Regions from separate parts of the Oryctolagus cuniculus genome. Here region 1 is linked to region 2. The links are chromatin contacts, called in public Micro-C maps. All regions are on one chromosome and are shown on one strand. The core of a region is the stretch at or near the end of the contact, and the rest is flanking DNA. Distances in the headings are between cores, read along the strand shown.

Region 1 (3,265 bases), core at 40-2,539, 330 kb after region 2:
TCCGGCCACTGTGGCCATTTGGGGAGTGAACCAGTGGATGGAAGACCTCTCTCTCTCTGCCTCTGTGTAACTCTGCCTTTCAAATAAATAAAAAAACAAACACACAAAAGAGCTCTTTTATACTTAAGAGAGGGACTGTTGTATCTTAACTCTGTGTAAACCTAAGAGGACAGGATGGATGAAATCAACTGGTTGAAGAATTAACTTCTCTAATGTTCCTGAATCATTTCTCAACTCAACCACTGAAATTTATGATTTTCCATTAAAAACAGCATTATCTGTGCCACGAAGAATACTGGTGTGGCAGCACTTCTTACAAGAATCCCTAAGCAGGGGCAGGCACCGCACTGCTAATGAAGCTGTCGCTTGGGTCACTGCATTCCATAAGCGAGCCTCCAGGATTCCTATGCAGCTCCCTGCTAACGTGGCTGGGAGGGCAGCAGCAGGCCCAAGCACTTGGGTTTCTGCCAGAGAGACCCGGATGGAGTTCCTGGCTCCTGGCATCGGCCTAGCACTTGCCGGCAGTTTGGGGGCACGAACCAACGGAGGTAGGTCTGTCTCTGTCTTTCAAATAAAATAAAAATTACGAATGCCAATACTTGGCGATGTCAATAAACGTAACATTACGGTACCAGGCTGCTGGCCATTTGATTTTGTAAACTACTCACCAACTCTGAACCTCTGTTTCCTATCTGTACAATGGGCACAAACGCCACCCGGGTAGCGGGGCTCGGAGGAAAGTCACATCTGAGCACCATCTCTCAACCTCAGCACTACTGACCTCGAGGCCAGGCCAGGGACGCTGTCCGGGCGCGGCGGGTGCATAGCAGCCCTCAGGCCTCCCTCTGCAGCCCCCTGGGGCGCCCCTCCACGACTGAGCTCCAAAACGCTCAGGACACTGACCAACGCCTCCCGGGACAATCAGCGCCCGAACCCCAGGTCCGTCCAAACGGGACCCGAGGAGCGGAACGCAGCGGCCCCAACTCTGAGTCCCCGACCGCAGACACCGGGACTCGGACACCCGGCGAAGAGGAGCTCCGGGCGGCCGGCAGGAGGCCAAGTCCTACGCAACGGACAGCACCGTGAGGGAAGGGGCCCGCACCGGTCACCGCTTACGCGCTGCAGGGCCAGCTCGCAGCGGCCTGGTCATCGCAGCTGTCGGGAGCGAGCAAGAGACGCCCCGCGAGCGGAGGCTTCTGGGACCCGCGGCCCCGCCCCGGGCGCGGACGCCAGGCCAGGCCCCGCCCCCGGCCGCCCAAGCCCCGCCCCGCGCGCGCCTCGCCCTGGCGGGCGGGGCCTCGGCCTCCGCCTGCGGCCGCCTGCGCGCGGCGCTGCGTGAGGAGGCAGGGGCGGGGTGGAGGCGTTGGCGCTGCCACGTTTAGGCCGCGGGTGCCGGCCGTGGCGCTGGCTGTGGAGGGCGAGGAGGTGGGGCTGGCTCTGAAGCCGGATCCGGATCCGGTACGGTGTACTCCGGCGGGTGAGACTCCGCTGCGCCTGGAGAGGATCGCAGACTCCGGGGCCTCCACGGGTGAGGAGGGGCTGGGGCCGGCGTCCAGTGAGTGGGCCTGGCGCTCCGGGTCATCAAACAGGTGCCCGCTCCCCCGAGCGAGGCCGGCTAGGCCCCCGCCGAGTTCTGTCGGCGCAGCTGGGCGCTCATCTTCGCCACCTGGGTGCACATGGGCGCGGGGAGCGCGGCTCCGAGGAAGTTAAACGGGCGCGCGCGGGGGCAGAGGTTAGGGTGATGCGGGGTCCTGGCAGGGCAGGGGCAGGGGTCTGTCTGCGCGCCCAGGCTTGAGCCGGGTTGGAGGCGGAGGCTCGGCTCCGGATGGGCGCGAACGTCTCGGGCCGCCTTGCCCCTTCTTCCCGGGGCGCGCCCTCGGTGGTCGGGAGCCCCTGGGGACCCCTCGTGCGTCAGCTCTGAGGATCACCTCTGGCACTGCGGACAGAGGGACAGCCTTTGTCTCTCCCTGGGGCTTCTGCCCCTACAAGCACCCACTCGTGATTTCTGTTACAGCAGCTGATGTTTATGTAAGCGGAATAAAGAAATTGAATGGGCCGTTATGGGAATCGGTTCGTCAGGGTAGTCGCTCATGAGCGAATCCTACAATGGATCTCAAGGAATTATTGAGATTTATTTAGGCAGGGCTCGCTTGTAGGGGAGACGGAGCTACCTATCAGGTGAAAACTGTTTGATGATGCAAACATTGGTTAGGCATCTGTCAGCACCGGTGTCGTAGAGGAAAACGGGGATTCTGGTCCTAATCCATTCATTTCCTGTTACCTTGCCTGGAGGTAACACAGGAAATGTGTTACCAACTTCCTCGTGGGGGGACTGGGAACAGTGAATGCTTGGGTTGTAGGGATTAAATAAGCCGTGAAAAAATACCTCAAAATTCGTGCAGTTGCACTATTTAGTGAATGTGGCAAGGCGTGTTAAAATCAGTGGAACAAAATGTTTAGGTTCAGAATGTGGTCAAGTTGTTACAAAATGTATATAGACCAGCCACAAGGTACCCATCCGACTGAGTCCCTTTCACCCTCCATCACCATGTGTTGCTCTAAGGTGTCCCAGGACCTACTGAGCTATAAACAATACGGCAATTTAAACTTGACTTTAGACTGTGTCTTGTGATTTTGTATATGGGCTTTAAAAACTCTCCAAGTATATTACTTGTTGCTTCCAGTAGGTATTTTTTTCTAGCAAAGATTCTCTCCATTTGTATTTCAATCTGATAGAGATTCCTGGAAACCAAATTGCTGGAACTGTATTTAAAAAAATAACTCAGTTGAGTGAAAACCTTTATCAGAGATTACTTGGGCCAGTTTGGGATTCTTATTTCTTCTGGGTTTTCTGAAATGTTGACTTCCAGGTAAGTCAAATCATTAATCAGTCATTCACTAGGCTTTTATTGGCTTAGGGTTAGGCATTTATGGGTCTTGTAAAGTGCACGCCAATTTCAGTTAAACTGAAAAGGCTCTTGAATATTTAAGAAGGGCTGAGTTTTACTTTTTGAAGTTACTCTAAAAACTTTTAAATAAGAACATAATGATAACAAGATGCTGCTCTAAACTATGCTAATTTTTTTAAGTTTCCTACTTTTGCAGGACCGGGATGCACCTAAGAGGCTAAAATATCTCTTCTGTGAGCCACCTGTTTGGTTCTTTTCTAAAATCCCTTGGAAACTGGCATCAAATCACATCCTGTTTTCCTCTGCCTGACATATTATTCAGGCACCAGCTGGATTTTACTGTTTGAGGACGCAGT
Region 2 (3,276 bases), core at 732-3,231:
AATATTTAGCTAAAGTAATCTAACCAGACAGCTATATAATTAGGCTACGATCCATCAAGAAACATAAAGGAAAAGAGATACTTTACACGTGACATCCCTTATTTTTAATCCACTTTATGATACTTTTCACGTTGTACTATAACAGAGCTGTGTACTTGTCTGTATCTCCCACTAGGCCATAGGTTCCTGAAGAGGGACCTTGGTCTCTCCCATACTCTTTGGTATTAAAGGTACCTGGGACATAGGAGGTCATCAAAGCACTGTTTAGAACGAGTGCCTCCGTGGAAAGTAAATAGATCGAAGTTTATACCAAATTCCCATCTGCAGGTCGTTAATGGAAACCTGGAGGAGAGACTGGGCGGCAGGGACTCAGCAGCGTGAATGGGAAAGACAGCTCTGATCTTAGATGCTCTGCATCAGAGCTGCAGTGCACCACTGAGCACAAGACCGTCCAGCCACGGACACAAACCGGGGCCAAAAGTCCAGTCCGGGCTTCACTTACCAAGCCACGAACCCCAACATTGCTCTGTATCTGCCCATAGGAAACAGGCCTACTTCCAAATTCCTACAAACTAGATGTGGCCCTGGTTTAAATAATGAGTAAGCTCTGATTACATCCCCAGGGACAAGAAAAATTGCCCTACCCAATCAGCACCACAAAAAGTGGTAAAGGAAAGTGAAGCCTGGGCCCCGTGCTGTGGCCTAGCGGGTAAAGCCACTACCTGCAGTGCCAGCATCCCATATGGGTGCCGGTTCTAGTCCCAGCTGCTCCACTTCCAATCCAGCTCTCTGCTATGGCCTGAGAAAGCAGTAGAAGATGGCCCAAGTCCTTGGGACCCTGCACTCACGTGGGAGACCTGGAAGAAGCTCCTAGCTTCGGATCGGTGCGGCTCTGGCTGTTGCGGCCAATTGGGGAGTAAACCAGCAGATGCAAAACCTCTCTCTGCCTCTCCTTCTCTCTGTGTAACTCTTTCAGATAAATAAATAAATCTTTTTTTTTTTTTTTTTTTGAGTGAAGCCCATCTATTCTTGAGAACACTGAGATAGGAGATTATTTTTCTCTGGATTCTCAATGTAGGGTGATGATGGACTTTTAAAAACTTATTTTTAATGTTTTTAAAAAAATGACCCCAGAAAGTGCGTTATGAAGTCAGAAAATGCCTAAAAGAACTGGAAGAAACCTTAGAGGTCACAGAATTGCGTTGTTGGTAGAGTTCACCTGGTTGAATAATTCTCTTAATTAAGAGATTTGCCAGAGTGCAAAGCTAGGTCCAGACTCGAGCTGTTTTCTGACTTTCAACAATTCTTCCCGCCAGAGCCGGGGTCGTCACCATCGTCAACACCGACGCCCACCCACTGTGTGGGAGAGGCTGAGACATAAAGACCTAGTGTCCATCAAGGGCATTACAATGAGGTCGAGAACACAGGAAACTCATGTACTCAACGATAAGTAATAATAGGAGATGGCATATAAGCAAAGTCCAGACTCCAGCTGCTCGCGGGAGCCGTGACTCCGAGGTGAGTGTAGGCGTGGGGTGGAGTGCCCTCGTGTAGGCTGACCATTCTGGAGCCACCAGAAGCAGGTGGCTGGCTACAAAGTCCAGCTGAGGCCCAAGCCGAGCTCAAGGTCACAGAAGCAATGTCGACAGAATCCACCCGAGGACCCCGTGGGCTCACGACCCTCATTATAAGGACGAGCGAGGGAAAGCCTGAAGCCCACAGGGTGAGGGCGGGGGCGGGGTCTGAGCTGCGGAGGCCCAGGGGCGGCGGGTGACCTCAGCCGACCCCGCATTCTCAGCGTGAGGGGCCCGGAGCGGAGGTGCGGTGCTGGGAGAGGGAGCCGGAGCTTCCGGGGCGGGGCGCGCGGCCAGTGGGGCGGGGCCTGGGCCTCAGGCCCGCCCACGTCAGGCTGCGTGACAAAGGGGCGGGCCGCCGAACGCGGCTGCGGCGGCCGCGCGCCTCGCAGGGGGCGGAGCCGCCGCCGCCGCCGCCCGCCGCCGCGCGCCGCAGCCCTGTTCGGGATTTGAAAGATTAAAAACTCCCGGTGGAGAGGGCGGCGGCGTTGGATGTGTGGCGGAAGCGCTGGGGGCCGCGGCCGGGCCGCCGGCGGCGTCTCCACAGCATGAACTACGCGGGCCGCGGCTCCCCGCGGAGCCCCGAGCATAACGGCCGGGGCGGCAGCGCCTGGGAGCTGGGCTCCGACGCGGGGCCGGCGTTCGGCGGCAGCGTCTGCTGCTTGGAGCACCTGCCCAGCGGGGACCCGGGAGACGGCAGCGTGCCCCTGACCCTGCTGCGCGGGGAGCCCGGGCTGCACTTGCCGCCGAGCGCCGACGACCACGACCCCCACCTGGCGCTGGACCCCTGCCTCAGTGACGAGACCTATGACTTCAGCTCGGCCGAGTCGGGCTCGTCGCTGCGCTACTTCAGCGAGGGCGAGAGCGGCGGCGCCTCATCGCTGCACCCGTCGCCTCCGCCGCCGCCGCTGGGCCCGGCGAACTCGGGGGGCGGCGGGTCCGGGGAGAGGAAGCGCGCGCGGCCCGGCGGCCCTGCCGCCCGGCATCGCTACGAGGTGGTGACGGAGCTGGGCCCGGAGGAGGTGCGCTGGTTCTACAGGGAGGACAAAAAGACCTGGAAGCCATTCATCGGCTACGACTCGCTCCGCATCGAGCTCGCCTTCCGGACCCTGCTGCAAGCCACCGGGGCCGGGCCCCGGGCCAAGGCCCCGGACGGCGACCATGTGTGCGGCCCGGCCTCCAGCTCCGGAGAGGAAGACGACGAGGACCGCGCCTGCGGCGGCTTCTGCCCGCGCGCGGCGAGGCACGAGCCCGCGATGCAGGAGCTGGTGCCCATCGAGCCGGTGTGCGTGCGGGGCGGCCTCTACGAGGTGGACGTGGTCCAAGGAGAGTGCTACCCCGTGTATTGGAACCGTGAGTAGCGGGACCCTGCGGAGGGGTGGGCTGGGGGGCCTGGCCGCCGCGGGGAGCGAGGCGCGGGAGGCCTGGCGAGGGAGACGGCTGGTGATGGGTCGAGGAGCAGGTGGCAGGACCCAGGCCGCCGGGGTGGGGGTGGGGGGTCGGGAGATGAGGATCCCGCTGGTGCGTGTGTGGTGGTGGGCTGGCGGGTAGCGCCTCCTGCGTGCGCTTCCCTGGGGGGCGATGCAGGAACGGATCCCCGGCCCGGAAGGTTGCGTTTCTTGATCCCCACCTGGCGATCTGCTTCGGTCTCGTGGAGCCCGCACTGCCTGGGATTCAGCAGCAGCCGGTGCTCCGGCGTTAG

The links. Hi-C and Micro-C count contacts between places; a contact is called where the count stands out from the background.
Region 1: a contact with region 2 is called in a Micro-C map of ear pinna, with 6 times the contacts expected there. The contact joins the promoter of GNPNAT1 here to the promoter of DDHD1 in region 2. A contact is called at or near these places in 2 of 6 Hi-C or Micro-C datasets (ear pinna and an unstated tissue).

What each region holds. Positions count from the first base shown.
Region 1 is chr12:23,595,704-23,598,968 of mOryCun1.1, forward strand. GNPNAT1 (glucosamine-phosphate N-acetyltransferase 1) reads left to right here and starts at 1,290. Exons shown (of 6, transcript XM_070053658.1): 1 at 1,290-1,528. LOC108178313 (a long non-coding RNA gene) reads right to left here and starts at 1,222. Exons shown (of 3, transcript XR_007910564.2): 1 at 782-1,222.
Region 2 is chr12:23,260,767-23,264,042 of mOryCun1.1, forward strand. It overlaps DDHD1 (DDHD domain containing 1), which reads left to right and starts at 1,982. Exons shown (of 13, transcript XM_070053651.1): 1 at 1,982-2,927. The coding sequence starts at 2,123.